Linked DNA regions of Salmo salar: region 2 is linked to region 1. The links are chromatin contacts, called in public Hi-C maps. All regions are on one chromosome and are shown on one strand. Each heading gives the region's core, a stretch centred on a gene start, on an enhancer-like site or on the middle of the called end of the contact. The rest is flanking DNA. Distances are from core to core; before and after follow the strand shown.

What was found. A called contact is a pair of places that touch in the nucleus more often than the background predicts.
Region 2: a contact with region 1 is called in a Hi-C map of muscle, with 3 times the contacts expected there. The contact joins the promoter of LOC106603532 here to the promoter of LOC106603537 in region 1. A contact is called at or near these places in 2 of 3 Hi-C or Micro-C datasets (gill and muscle).

What each region holds. Positions count from the first base shown.
Region 1 is chrssa04:54,647,907-54,655,553 of Ssal_v3.1, reverse strand. It overlaps LOC106603537 (UV radiation resistance-associated gene protein), which reads left to right and starts at 4,136. Exons shown (of 15, transcript XM_014197365.2): 1 at 4,136-4,606. The coding sequence starts at 4,520. LOC106603538 (diacylglycerol O-acyltransferase 2) reads left to right here. Exons shown (of 8, transcript XM_014197366.2): 8 at 1-299.
Region 2 is chrssa04:54,806,883-54,814,529 of Ssal_v3.1, reverse strand. It overlaps LOC106603532 (autophagy-related protein 101), which reads left to right and starts at 3,793. Exons shown (of 2, transcript XM_014197358.2): 1 at 3,793-4,402; 2 at 4,555-5,790. The coding sequence starts at 4,151. The coding sequence ends at 4,956. It overlaps c2cd2 (C2 calcium dependent domain containing 2), which reads right to left and starts at 3,504. Exons shown (of 13, transcript XM_045717109.1): 1 at 2,332-3,504; 2 at 1,795-1,890; 3 at 83-202. The coding sequence starts at 2,607. It overlaps LOC106603531 (zinc finger and BTB domain-containing protein 21), which reads right to left. Exons shown (of 2, transcript XM_014197356.2): 2 at 6,720-7,647.

The sequences.
Region 1 (7,647 bases), core at 2,887-5,386:
GTCACAAACTCCCCTAGTAATTACCAAGAAGTGTTTGAGAGAAATCATTTTTTCATATTGGGCATATCAAGTCCATTATCCAGCCAATGATCCTAGGTGCAGAAATGTATGTATGTTGTATATTATGCAAGATAAAAGGACTACGAGATTTCACCTCATGGCAAAATAATTGAGATTGGTGAGAAATAGTGTGTCATTCAAAATGTAATTTCTTCTAGCTTCATCGGTGACTTTTTGCAAAGAGCAGTGAACATCCCGCTCTCCTAATTCATGTACAATAAATACAGCAATAAATAGCAGCCAATGCATTTTTATTTTGTGAATGAATGGCTTCATCACAGTCTATTTAAATGAAACTTCTTTATGTTTCCAGAATACAACTTGTACATGTCTGTTAACTATTTTTCAGTCCCACCGCGACATCACAATGCCAGAATGTAATTTTGCTGAAGCGATAAAATAAGGCATTTGTAGATATAATCACAAATACACCAAATGTCCTAGGGTTGGGGGAACTATACATTGATGCATGCACACAACTCATCAAGTGATAGAAAACATCAAAATGTTCTCTTAAAACACATTCCATGGCTTTTTTACGCACTCCGGTTACTACAAAGACCCCTAATTCCAGATTAAGATCATCCAATGATACTTGATTTACTGTCTGATAATCCCCTACTGTCACTCTACATCACAACATAAGAGTTGAGTAGGTCCATTTCTTGTATGTGAGTGATGTTCATGAAAACATCTTTGCATATTTTGTGAGATCAAAAATGTAAATAGATGCACAAACAATGAGTGATTTAATTAATGACAAATAGGCTACTGCTCAACTGTAATTTTGTCATGTGTCATTTAGTTTTCTACCTCTAATTACTTGAAAAGGAAATAGTTGGCCTTTGTAAAATGTATTGCGAAAGAGATGCCATGCTGTTCAAAGACTAGGGGGTTTTCTTGCTTGGACAAAAGACTGTCCTCTATCCACTTTCCTCCGTGACCCGGAAACCGTGGTTGAGTGGTCAAGGAGTGTGTCAATTCATTACTAGGCAAATGGAAGTGTCCTCCCCTCCTCGATAGCCACCTTCCATCGAGGATACTCGTGTATACTACCACAGAAGAGCTTTGAAATCTACCACACTCCCCCTTCTTCTTCTGGATTGTGTTGGCGGATTGCATTCAATTTAAGGTGCATACACCGTTACCTACTGTACTGGAGTGTGAGGACATTCATTGCCTACCTACATGAAATTCTTTGTGATACAGTACTATACAATTGGGGAAAAGGAAAAATGACCCTGCCAACTATTAGCCCTCTAAAAAAACAAAAAACAAACACACCACCTCATTCCACTATTTACCCCATCTAATCCTACTCCAGACCAACAGTATTTCTCTGCCATTGCCACCACATCCTCTATTTTCTATGACTTTCAATCCATTTCTGCAGTACAATTGACAACCATAGCTATGAATGGCAAGAAACCTACCTTACTGAAGCACATATTCTTCCCAGTCTCTGCCTACTCACAGGAATCCTCTCAGGATCCCTCAACCTGTACCCATCTTCCTCTCCCACTCTCTTCACTGCTTCAGCACAACCTCAACCTGCCTTTCTCTCACCGGACACGGTGAGAGAAAGGGCACCCCCACAACTTTCTCCACTGAAACTACACATTCTTTCGTCTCACGCCCTCCTGCACACTTCGCACATCTAGGACTCTCCCTCCTACATACTGCTTAATGCCACCCCCGTTCACTCCTTTCAATGGTGCCCTGCTCCGGAGAGCAAAGCAAGCCACATTTATTTTCCCTAATCGTGTGATCTGGAGCGCCCACTCCCTCTGGGTTGAAGAAACACAATAAATCATCACTAGTCCATTCCTAGTTACTTTCACCAACTCAACAGTCCCCAACCTCTTCTCCACCCAAACCACATATGGATCAGCCAAAATGCAAGGATCCATTCTCTCCACAAATCTTACTCACACTGGGCCAGAATCATCCTTTATATCCTCGGACCGAGGCCTGACCTTGAAGGTCCTCATTGCAGGAACTTCATCCACACTCTCATCTGGTTCCATCTCTGAGCTACTTACTGGAACATGTATCCCTCTTTTTGCACTTGATGCTAACCTTCCTCTCCACACAGCTTCCCTCTACATTCAATTTCTTCTCAACAGTCATCACTGCACCTGCCACCACATCTAATTCATCCTCACTCTCATCTCTCTCTATTTCCTCAAGTTCTTCCAAATGTTCTGTGAAATCCCTCGTTATTCCCTCATAACCATTTCCACTGTTCTCCTTTTTTTCCTTGTCCATTATCTTCTGTCACCAGATCTTTCAGAAGGCCTGTGTAATCCCCCACTTCATGTTTATTCATAATATGCTCCACTTTCTTGCTTATTTCCTTTTCTGCCATCTTCTCCAATCACTCCCATTCTCCAAACATTTCTCCCTTTGCAACTTCTCCAAAGAAACCCCAGTTAGTGTCTATGAAAGGGCAAAATACTCGCTCCCGACTCTACTCGCCTTTTCTTTGTTTCTTTTTGGACAGAGCCTCTCATCATTGACCTTCTCATTCGCTTCGGCAGCCTACCACACCCCCTTTGAATACATTTTGTTATGTCTGAGAAAAATATTGCTAGTTTAAAAACAATATGTTATTGTTTTATTTATAAAATGTCTTGCAAAACTGACTTACTTTGTTTTGATCACTTTACACATTTATTTTGGGATCCACCCCTGTAAACATAATTTGCCTAATGGCGCACGAGTGGAGAAGTACCATCTCATTTCAAGCAAGCGCATTTCCATCCACGTTCACTCTCCTCGCCAACTTCTCCTCGACTGAGGAGAGAGGACACAGGAGGCAAGAAAATCTAATCGATAAAAGGTTATTAACTGTTGAATTGATACTGTTTCTAGTCATGTGATGCTGCCACCTTGTGCAAGTTTGAAGGCTAGGTTGATTGGTGCTTTATTATGTGATTGCTGGAGGTCATACAATAGAGTACCACAGTATGAGTCATAATTCCCATAAAACCTAGAAGTCAGAAATGGTTCCAATTGTTTTTTTTACCATACATTTTTCCCATAGGAGATTTTAGAAACACTTAAAATAAAGGCTGTGTTTTGTGTAGGCTTACCCTTGCGTGACTATTGATAACTGTGTAAATCTCTCTCGCACAAGGTGACTTTTATCAATGTATTCACCAGTATTTACCCCCAACAACTTAAATGCTAATTAACTGCTAATGTGGCTATCATAAAGAACTACAAATGCCATGATGATCTGGACAAGACTGCCAAATCGAGGCAAAGAAAATAATCTCCTGATTAACTATGTAATTAATTAATAAATTGGCAACATTACTTTAAATATACCTGTTAGCAAAGGTGCCAGCTAGAGATGATGTGCAGGAGGTTGCAGAGATTTGTAGTCTTGTATCTACTTTGATGTTAATAAGCATCTTCGAATCTGAGCATAAATAGAGGCTCCACTCCACTTTTTTGTATGGTGTGAGAGTGTTGGATTTAGTCAGCAAAAAATGTGATTGCTAAGTGAGGCTTATTTGATTGAATATAAGTTAAGTAATGTTTAGTTTGTTACGAATGTGTGATATAAGTGGACACGTGGCATCTAGGCAACTTTGAGAAAAACAATTTCATATCAGTTGCTTCTGTTGTTTACATGCTTATCTGCCCTCTCATTGGCTAGAATGTTCCCACCTGATCTCGCCTGTCCCTGCTTGCCTTTCCACCTTTGTGACAACCAGCTTGTTTGACATTGCAGGCGACTGCCGACTGACTGATCTACACATCATTTTGCACCATAAATAACTACTCATTATTATTTGTAGATCAGTCAGTCAGTCAACATTTACCCACAATGCATCATGGATTTTATGCTCTTGAACACTACCAACTACTACCATTGTAGAGGCTTCTTAACAGCTTTTACCCACAAGCCATACGACTCCTGAATATCTAGTTAAATGGCTACCCAGACTATTCACATTGCAGACTGTGGTCTATTTTGGTTTAGTTATACAAATATTTGTTGTCACCATCAGCGAAGTATACATCATTGGTCACCATACATAAACACCCACTTCCTCATATTGCAGCTCTAGAGGTTTGTCTCTCCGCCCCTTTCTTTGTGATAGACATTATATTTGACAAATAGCAATGGATAAATCGAACGGAGAGTAACTCCTTCATTTGACAGACACAGCCGTGGACCAATCAGTGATCTACTGGTGCTGCCCTCTAACAGACCGAAATCTACCTGAGCAAGTCCTACTTTGTTTTTGTCACATAGCTAGCTAGCTACATAGCTTGCTAACTGACAGCTTCAAGAGTGCTGTTTTCTTACGAACATTAGCTACACCGATGCATACATTTCTGCCGTAGAAGGTAAATCTAGATGCACAGGATCTGGGGTTGATCGGTGGCAGGGATGAGATGTTTTGTTGAATGAAGGAGCGAACGCCCTGGTGCAGATAGGAGAATGAACTCCATCACCGGTCGGGATCACCCTGTCAACTCTGGAGCCTCATCTTCTCGAGCCTTGCACGTTGAGCTCACATCTCAGCAGGTAAGGACAAACACCCGTAACTCGGTGTTATATAGATGATATGCGTATTGTCCTGTATTGTTACGTTGCTGTGTGTCAGCTGCAAGATTAATACAACAGGCCTGCAGAGTGAGCTAAGCTAACTAGCAAGCTAACGTTAGCTCAGCTGACTTTTACAGCTCTCTTGAGTATTCAGACAACTCGAGCTTCTAAGCCTTAGTCCGTTACATACAAAGTTGTATTTAATAACAGTATACATGTGCAAACGTAAGATATAATTGTTAGCTATCTAGTTTGCAAGCTACAGAGACGATGATAATTTGCCAGTTTAGTAAGACCTGGCCTGATACCGAGGCACCAATACAGTCATTTGGTCACCTGACTTATGAACTAGTTACAGGACAGACCCTTCAGTCTGATGTCCAAGGTCTTTGCACAAGTTATTATGAATAAGTCCTCAGCAACCAGCTTGACCCTAATAGGACTGAACCACATCAGACATACGTCTACAGCTTTCAAAATGCACCTTTACCTGCAAGCCCTTACGCTTGATATGACCAAAAAGTGGTCTTTAGTGGCCAGTTTATTAGGTACACTACCCCGTTCATGAAAATGGTTAGCTCCTACAGACTGTGAGTCATGTGGCATAAAGCAGGCATCGAGGCATTCAGTTACTGTTCTATTGAACGTTAGGATGGGCAAAACGAGTGACATAAGCGACTTTGAACGTGGTATGATCATTGGTACCAGGCGCGCCGGTTCCAGTATCTCAGAAACGGCCGGGCTCCTGGGCTTTTCACGCACGACACTGTCTAGGGTTTACCAAGAATGGTGTGACAAACAACAAACATCCAGTCAGCGGTAGTTTTGTGGGCGAAAATGGCTCGTTCATGAGAGGTCGAAGGAGAATGTCAAGAATCGTGCAAGCTAACAGGCGGGCCGCAAATAACGGCGCAGTACGAGAAGAAGTGCCGACTCGGTCACCAACACTGGACAATTTGAGGAATGTAAAAACATTGCAGATGCAAAGTTTGGTAACAGAATAACTGCGCAAACAGCACGAACCGTCATTCTGTTACCAAACTTTGCATCTGCACTGTTCATCAACTAATTATGTTTTTGTAGAATCTTCGGTGTAAATTAAGTTGTCCATGTGCGTATATGGTTTGTTTAACTTTGCAATCATTGGTTTTTGTTTGACATGCATTTTAAAGTGAAACATCTGAGTCTGTGTCACTCTGTTACCATGGAACTGCCCCTATTCTAACATGTTTTTATTTCATTTGGAGTACAGTAGGATACACCTAGGCCTACTACTTTATTAAGTGGTCATTGTGCAAAGGGTTCAGAGCTAGATCGTGACCACCGTGTTAAGTTCTGTCCCTTAGAGTAAGAACTTATGATCCCCGTAGAAAAAAGATTGTCTGTTTTGACTGCTATGAAATGGGACCATTGAAAGTAAAGGCCACTGAGACTGTAACACCAAAATATGTGAACATTTACAGTTCTCTGTCAAACAGCCCGTATTGTAACGATGCTTCGTGGGTGACTGTTGTCAATGTGTTCAGAGGGTCCCTGGTTCGATCCCAGGTTGGGGCAAGGAGAGGGACAGAAGTAATACTATTACATTTTGGCTCCCGAGTGGCACAGCGGTCTAAGGAACTGCATCTCAGTGCTAACGGCGTCACTACAGACATCTTGGTTCGAATCCAGGCTGTATCACAACCGGCCGTGATTGGGAGTCCCATAGGGCGGTGCACAATTGGCCCAGTGTCGTCCGGGTTTGGCTGGTGTAGGCGTCATTGTAAATAAGAATTTGTTCTAAACAGACTTGCCTAGTTAAGTAAAGCTACAACAACAAAAAATATACACCTGGATGGACTCAACCATTTACCTTCACAGCACGATGACTATGGCGGGGACAATAGCACTATTGCAATACTCGTTTAGTATTGTGGCAAGGAAACAAAACACAAAGAATATCTAACTTCTTTAAGAAAACAGCCCAAATGGTGGAAACAAACTTATGTTGTCATCCGAGTCACATTTATTTATGTCCCAAACGTACAACAGGTTTTTTAAGGACAAACGAGTTTGGTCTGCTTGGTGTTTTCATTTTTGCCATGGGAAAAATATTCTGGTTCTGGCATTGTCCCAGTACTAAAGATCACCAGTTGGCCTAGTAGGTAGATTATATGTTCTGCTGGAGACCCTCTTTGCTTTCATAGCTACAAATTAGCTCATTCGGAGAAACGTCTTCTGACATTTTTGTGGGGGAAAAAAGCCTTTGCTGAACAAGCTGTGTTTTTGTTTCGAGGGCCTTAATCTTTTAGGGAATCCCATGACTTAGATTTATCCCTAATGCCTGTGGTGGTGGAAGCTCAGTGTGGGTTGCTGGAGATTGAAGAATGCCGGTCAGGTGAAGGCCGGCCGCTTCTCTGATGCTGCTGCCCGGAGGGGCCCCTCTTTTCATGAGTATCGTGTCATGTCCCATGGTCGTTCTCTTGACTTACCACTCAATTATGAGTTTTTTTCTTTGGAGACATTATTTTTTATAGATTCAGTCATCTGTGGAAAAAAAAGTGTTCTTCAGTTAGCCTATCTTTTTTTGATTGGACATAACTGAGCCTTTCTCTTCAAGCGGGTTCCTTTTTATTTTATGCTCAGTTTTTGAAGGATGGATTTTTTACTGATATCCAACCATGGTGATGTTCTGTACAAAGAGTTTTTGTGCATCATTGGTACGCTGGCTTGAGCTTTAGTTGATGAAACTGTGACTCTCTTGTGTATGCAAGGCTTTTGTAATGGAAACACACAGTGAAGTCAAAACATGAACTCTGGTTTCAAATGGATCTCTTGTCTGCATCTGTGGTCAGTTATTCCCGGACGTGAATCATTCCATAAAATGTATTTTTTGGGGGGCAAATGTTGATAGCCTACGTGTGACTGTTGAACCAGATACTTCAAGTGTTCTCAAACTGACCTACCATATTCTAAAATTACAGTTTATTTTTTAACTTGAGGATGTACAGCAGGGTAGTACCCCCCCCCCAAGTTTTCAT
Region 2 (7,647 bases), core at 2,544-5,043, 160 kb before region 1:
TCTAAAGCATCGCTCCAATAGAGATGGGATGGGAAAGATGTTAGCTGCAGATGTAGTGGACATAACTGTTGTGTTCCTTTACCTGCAGTTCAAGTGGAGATATCTTCACGCTGTACCTACAGGGCTCTCCTGGAGACATGGCTGATGGTGATGCACTGAGGGAAAACTGAAGCTTATCACCGACAACCTTGCATTGTGCAGCCTAGGGGAAGACAAGACTGCATACAGTTACAATAGTACCGTACAGTAATCAAGGTTACACAAAAAAAACAATTTGAGGTAAAAAAGGTGCTTGGTGCTAAACATGCCCAACCATAACTGCGGTATTCATACATGGTTCACATTCAGACTTGCTTACCTGGGTTTCTTCCTTAATGTGTGTGTGTTTATTTTTTTAACAGTTCAGTGTGTGACAACAATCAACTTGAAAGCTCCAAACATGAAGTATCTCATCATACTGCCCATTTCTCCCAGCAGGACCCTCCTCATCATCACTTCCCTCATCTCCTTAGTGTTGATCTGTACCGGGCTGGCTATAAGGAGACAGCTACTAAGCTTCTTACTGCACACTCACTCATGCAGGCAGGTCAAGGATAAGCCTTTGTTTATCAAAGTCTCTAAAAAAAAATGAAGCAGCATCTGGATCTTGCATATTATAGAAAAACCTAAACAAAATAAATTGAGCAGGCATTTAAAGGTGCAATGTGCAGATATCACTTCGACATTTCCTGGTTGTTAAAAAATTCTAATAGCTCTCCTAATTTCAGTTTGTGACAAAACAAACAAGTGCAGAGAATCATTGTACCATCTAAACCGCTGTGAAATATATTTTCAATAACCAAAAATATTGTATTTTCAGTCGTTTGAAGCTGGTGTACAAAACCAAAAATGTAAAAGATGCAAAAACAAAACGTAACAATGGCAATCATAGAAATTGCACACATAGAACAGATCTACTGCTTTTTAGACTTGCTTTCAATGAGAAGGACAGATCTATAACTCACGCCTATGTGAATTTGGTCAGGTCGCCCAAAAAGTTACGTATTGCAGCTTAAATAACAGACAAGTCCATCTGAAAAACCCTGCTTTGCTTTCCTTTTCCATACAAAATCTGCTAATGCTCTTGGTGAAAATATTATTTATTTACTAAGAATGTATAAAAACAGTGAGAATTCTCTTCACCTTTTTAGAAGAGGCGCTGGTTATATGAGGATCCCATAACCTTGGAGCTGGAGAGGAGGTCGTAAAAATGTGCTATTGGCTCTAGACAGACAATTTAAGGCGAGGAGGAAAATGTCTGGAAGTGCCAGTGAAGCTAATAGACATTGTGTGAATCAGAATATTGGCCACTGCGGGCCTGAAATGAAGTTAAAAGGCTGCAGCACCAATAGAGCACTGCCATTTACATTGAATTACAGTGGAAGAGTCAATTGACTATAGAGGCTGGTTATGACATTAAGACACATTGATTAGGAAATGGCAACAACATAAATGCTTTCTTTACTAACTGTAGTTAATGTTTAAGAGGCCTCCACTGTCAAACTAAAAACAACTGCAAAACCATTTCAGTGGCTGTAGGCGGAGGACCACGCTGCACTGGGTTCAACAATGACCCAATTGATCCAGATTCCTCTTAGCTCAAACTTGATTTTAATCAGGAAAATAAGCATTTATAAACAACGATGAACCATATCTGGACTATACGGAATGATGTACTGAGCTTTTCATTCTGTGTGCAATTTGTTGCTAGCCATTCAATGAGAGCCAGTCTTTGACACAGGGATTTTATCTTACCTTCTGCCCAGCAGATTTTTTTAAGGTGGACACTTGGCCAACCACCAGCTCTGATGACTGAAGGCCCTCCTCTTCAAATGTTAGTTGCACTGGGCTCTGTGTGAGTTAGGAGTACCTGGGTCAGGTGGTGGTCAGCAAAAAGCTATGCTCCAACAACTAACATTATCTCAACATTACACTTCATTTTTGACAGTTTCAACTAAAGAGTCAGAGAACAGGGTACAAATGGATCATGTTTACAATTTGCTGAGATGAAAAGGTTACAAGGTACAGTAGCAAGGTACAGGAATCAAGATTGTTGACACTGGATTCTGTGAAGGTGATTGATCTCTTGTACTACGAGGCTTACCTGTGTGCTCAGGTCTTGTTTCAGTTAATACAGATCCTGTATTCATACGTTGTTTGTTGTGATACAGTAGATTATTTCTAACGTCTGTCACTGACTTTCCTATTCATGTATTTAGCTACAGGCAACTTGTGTAAATCCATACGAATTTGGAAAGTTAAATAAACTAGTGTATGGGTCATGGGACTCACCCCAGACTTCCTCGATTCGTCATTCAACGCTCTGCACCAAGCACCTCTCCATTGACTTTTCCAGCTTTTCAGTGACAGCGCCCATCCCAACAGAGCTTCCGCTTCCCCCGAAACCGCATTGTTTTGCTCAGGCTTCTGTATCCGTAGATCGTCGTAAAAATACTGTATTAGATACAGTATCAATGTAATGCTGGAAGCAATGAACAGTGTTACCATGCAAAGCCACTGCAAGTCTCCCAAAACAGAATTTGAAAGGGGACTTTCTGAGTCAGTCATCCTCAGCAACTGACTTAAATAGCTTGCTAGCTATTTATTGAACTAATGACAATGGTCTGTTGAAAGTAAGACCCAGTACAAAACATGGTCTGATGCGCTTTTGAATTAAGTCCCCGTCATTCAAGACAATTAAGTTAGCTAACGTTTGCCATCTGAGTTATGGATCCAGCTATATTAGCAATGAGAGCGAGTCTTATGAACAAGTTCAACCACTGAACCAGTAACTCTATGCAATGTTAGCCTCTTATCGGTCAATAATATCGTGGTTACTGATGGAGACTCAACATTCAACTAAAATATCCCAAGATGAGTAACTATAGACTTCAAGGAAGTAGTTAATCCTTGCTAACGTTAGCTATCTGGTTTGAAAACCGCAGTAGAAAGCTAGGTAGCTAACAAGCAAGCAATATAAATGGTTTCCTTAAAGTTATTGCAAGTAACTTAGTATTTTGAGTAAGTTAGACCAAGCAAGTTCGAGCAAGCTCCACTCATCTCTAACGTTAGCTGCACACCATTGTATCAAATGTCTGTGTTTGCTAGCTAGCCCCTAGTATTGCTAGCCAACAACAGTAAGTTAGCCAACTACACATAACGACGAGCTTTTCATAAAAATTGGCTAGCTAGCGTCAGACCTTTCTCTCATTGAGATTACGAGTCAACGTTAGCTAATTTAGCAAATTATCTAGCTAGCTAATATCACGTAGTCCAAAATGTAATGTCAATGAATCGTTTCTGGCGTCCATGGCGTAAAGCCAAGTGAAAGTTATTCGTGGCTTCAAACGACAAAACAAATGTATTATTTTGTGAACTCCTTATCTATAAAGCCTCGTCACACGCTTGAAGACCATCTCCGATACCGTCGATGACCGAAATCGAAAAATTGCAAATGTCATGTGATGTGGCATGAACTGCTATTCCCAGACTGCATAGCGATATCTTAAAGCGCTTTCATCTATACTCTAGTGGGTTTTCCCAAGCTTTCAATTCTATCTTCAAATACATTTTCATATCTAAGGAAAATCTGCGTTTTCATGTAGAAATAACTGCAATTACATAGCTTTTATTGATCGTTTCTGATTTTTAGCTGACTTGTATCTTATACACGTGTTATTACATTGCTGGGGTATAAGAACGGATACAAGGTTCGGATTGGTCCACAGGACTTTCCGTAGTTTTCCCAACTTGTTCACAGAAGTAGCTCCTCCCCTTTTTAGTAGGACAACGAAATTGCAGTTTGTGTGTCAGCATGTTGTTATTAATAAATACTTATAAAGAACATAGCTAGCAACAACACATTTTCTACATATGTTGCAATATTCAACAAGTCAGTTTAAAAATAACGTGTTCTCTTGATAACCATCGAGCTTGTCACAGGAAACCAACGTTTAGTTAGCTACTTACAATAGATAGCAGGAACGTTAGCTAGCTAGCTTGTGTTGATGTTTAGCCCAGTTCTATGGAACGTGAACAACAGTTGAAGGGTGTCTTGGAATAGCGAGTTCCACCATATATTCCATCTGCCGCTGTAGGGAAGCAGATCACCATGAACTGCCGTTCGGAGGCTCTGGAAGTGTCGGTGGAGGGAAGACAGGTGGACGAGGCCATGTTGGCTCTGTTGCACACTATCTTACTGCATCGCAGCACTGGGAAATTTCACTACAAGAAAGAGGGCACCTACTCCATTGGTACTGTTGGCACACAGGACATTGACTGCGACTTTATTGATTTCAGTTTTGTTCGTGTTTCTTCTGATGAGCTTGACAGGGCCATCAGGAAAGCAGTAGGAGAATTCAAGGTAGTCCTATATGATGACTGATTGTTTGTTGAAATGTATAGATATTATCCACTAAAACCTATAGCTATATATTATATGAGTTATGTTATGTATAACTATACTTGTAATTTATTGGCATCCATTGACCTCTGGATCTATATTGTGCTTTACAGGATGCCATGGGCAATGGGACGGATGGAATGGGACAAATCTCACTGGAGTTCTACCAGAAAAAAAAGTCCCGCTGGCCTTTCTCTGATGAGTGTATTCCCTGGGAGGTCTGGAGCATCAAGGTCAATGTTGTCAACCTGGCCAACGAGCAGGAGAGACAGATCTGCCGGGAGAAAGTAGGCGAGAAGCTGGGTGAGAAGGTGATCAACATCGTGGAAGTGATCAACCGGCACGAGTACCTACCCAAGATGCCCACCCAGTCGGAAGTGGACAATGTGTTCGACACCAGCCTCAAAGATGTCCAGCCTTACCTGTACAAAATCACTTTTCAGATCACTGATACGCTGGGCACCTCAGTGAGCACCACCATGAGAAGGCTAATAAAAGACACCTTAGCACTGTGAGGGCACAGTGCATCTTTAAACATTGCTGTGGGTAGCCTGGTTCCAAATCGTTTGGGCTGTCTTGTCAACTCTTATGGTTGTGACCATAGGATGACCATAGAAGTTAGCAAGAAAACACAAACAGATCTGGGACCAGGCTAAATTGTGGGCTTTATTGACTATGGGATGTAATTGCTTCATTGACATGGGCATTTGCAGGCCCGTGGGTGTCTTAACTATTAGTTAGTACGCTAGAAGTACAACCACCCAATGTCTAATCAGAAAGTAAAATCAGTTTATTTTTTATTATTTGTATTTTTTTATTTTACCTTTATTTAACCAGGTAGGCTAGTTGAGAACAAGTTCTTATTTACAACTGCGACCTGGCCAAGATAAAGCAAAGCAGTGCGACACAAACAACAACACAGTTACACATGGAATAAACAAACATACAGTCAATAACACAATAGAAAAAGTCTATATACAGTGTGTGCAAATGAGGATAAGCAGTGTGTGCACATTTGTAAGCAGTCATTTTACAATCCTAGTTACCTATCCCTACACTTTCTCTAAATGCCTTTGTCAACACTGAAACATGACCTTTCACATCCGATAGTACAGAGTATAACATTGTCAAGTACCATTTTTGCTTTTATGTTTTTTGTATGAACGAAGTGCTACAAGTAACATGTCTGTCTGAAACAGGTTTTCATTTAATAACTGCTTTATGGAAGTTTTAATTATCTTTTCAAGTAATTGTAAAGTAATTTTCTGATTTATGTTTGACATTTGCTTTAAAATGATGTGAAGAAAGATGTTTCACTTTTGAAAATAAAATGTATCACCTTGAATTAATTTCACATTCCCAATTGTTATTTTAGAAAACCACCTGCTACTGTGCTTACTGATGTTAAGGACAAGACAGACCAACACGAACATCAGTCGTGCGTGGTGGGTTGCCATCCTATTGCCTCTGACCACAGAACCTCGTTAATCATTTTATGTTAATTTCCTGACTACACGTTGAATCGCCACACTTTGACACCCAGCAGGTGATTTACTGCAGACGGCCAATGTTCTTGTTGGCCTGTCTTGTCCTTTACGGGTTCAGATTTGTGCACTATACTGCATACCAATAATGCATCATCAGACAGGTCAACTTGCAAAGATGTGGAAGAAATCTTCCAATAAAGAATGAATAATTAAACAGTGAGGGCTTTTTTTAGGTTGAGAGGCCAGATGCTTTATTCAAAAGCATTCTTTGCCATTCAGCTGTATGGATGTTTTTCATCATCTGTTGCAAAGGTTTCCTCTCCAATCACATATTTTTCATTCAGAGAGTGACCTTGTACTATAATGTCACAATATCTTAAAGTTCCACATCAGTGCAGACCACAAATTCACTTCCTGATTCACAGCCAAAAAAATGTGTCACCTCTGTCCAAGTGGCTAAATAGCTTGAAAAACATCTATGTGACCCATGGCAGTGACCATCTGTCCAAGGAATAACATTGCCACCTTTTCTCTTGGTCACATTAGTAAGCGGTTTTCCATCTGTAACAGCTATTTTATCTGTAACAGCTCTGAACATGCCTTAATAATGTTGCAACTAGCGCAACCAGATTGCAGTTTCAATAGTTCCACAGTGGAAGCTAAAGCCAAGTACAGAGGCACTACTCATTTAAACACATACCAACTTCTCCTGAAAACCTTCACATGATTCAAGGGTGTTCATTTCTTATAAACGCAATCCAAACAGTATACACACTCAATACCAAGGCAGCTACTGCAATATTACTCTTTATTACAGAAAGAATTCAAGCACAAAAACTGTAGAAAAAACACAAAATGGCTGCCTTTTATGTAAAGCAACAATAATGCAACCCATACAAATATGCATTATTGCAGAAATAGCAGAATAATACTAAAGATATGTATTTTCATAAACAAACTAATTATAGATACAAAATTAAAAGGTTATACAAACACTGCCATATACACAAAATTATATTCAATTTCTTTGAACTCAATGTCTTTTTTTAAGATCTTCCACAAAAATTCAGAGCACAAATATAAATACATTGTTTTAACCTAACCACAGATGTGAAACATTAAAAAGTTACATCTTTCAAATCTGAATATCAATATCTGTGGTTATTGCGGTCTCCTCAATCAGTATACAAATGATAAAACCATTTATCATCAACAATTAAATCCTCTTTTCCAGATGTACTGTAATTAACAAGCCATCACAACCACAGCAACCCAAAAACATTGGACTGTTATAAAGGAACTATTTTCCAAATACCACTTTTTCACCCAGGGCAAGTCTTGCTTTCACGTTCTTACATTTTTTTAAACCTTTATTGGCTCTTGGTTGTAAATCATTCAAAATATCCAAGTAAAAAAAGTAGGTAATCTGCAACGATTTATTGTGCTTCGTTTTAACAGAACATTTGTCAATTGTCTCAGGATGCATATGCTAAGACCATGCTATCAATTCACACGATTACTTGTGTAATTATCATACAAACTATTTCAGACTTCATCATACTGGTATTGAGCCGTCACAGAGCAGTGATACAATACCCATGTCTTTGGTCATTCAAATTCATTCTTGTATTACTATACAAGTTTCTTTTGTATTTTTGTACCAAATTAATAATTTAAAAAACTACAACAAAATCTACCATACACCAAGCCCAGAAGGTA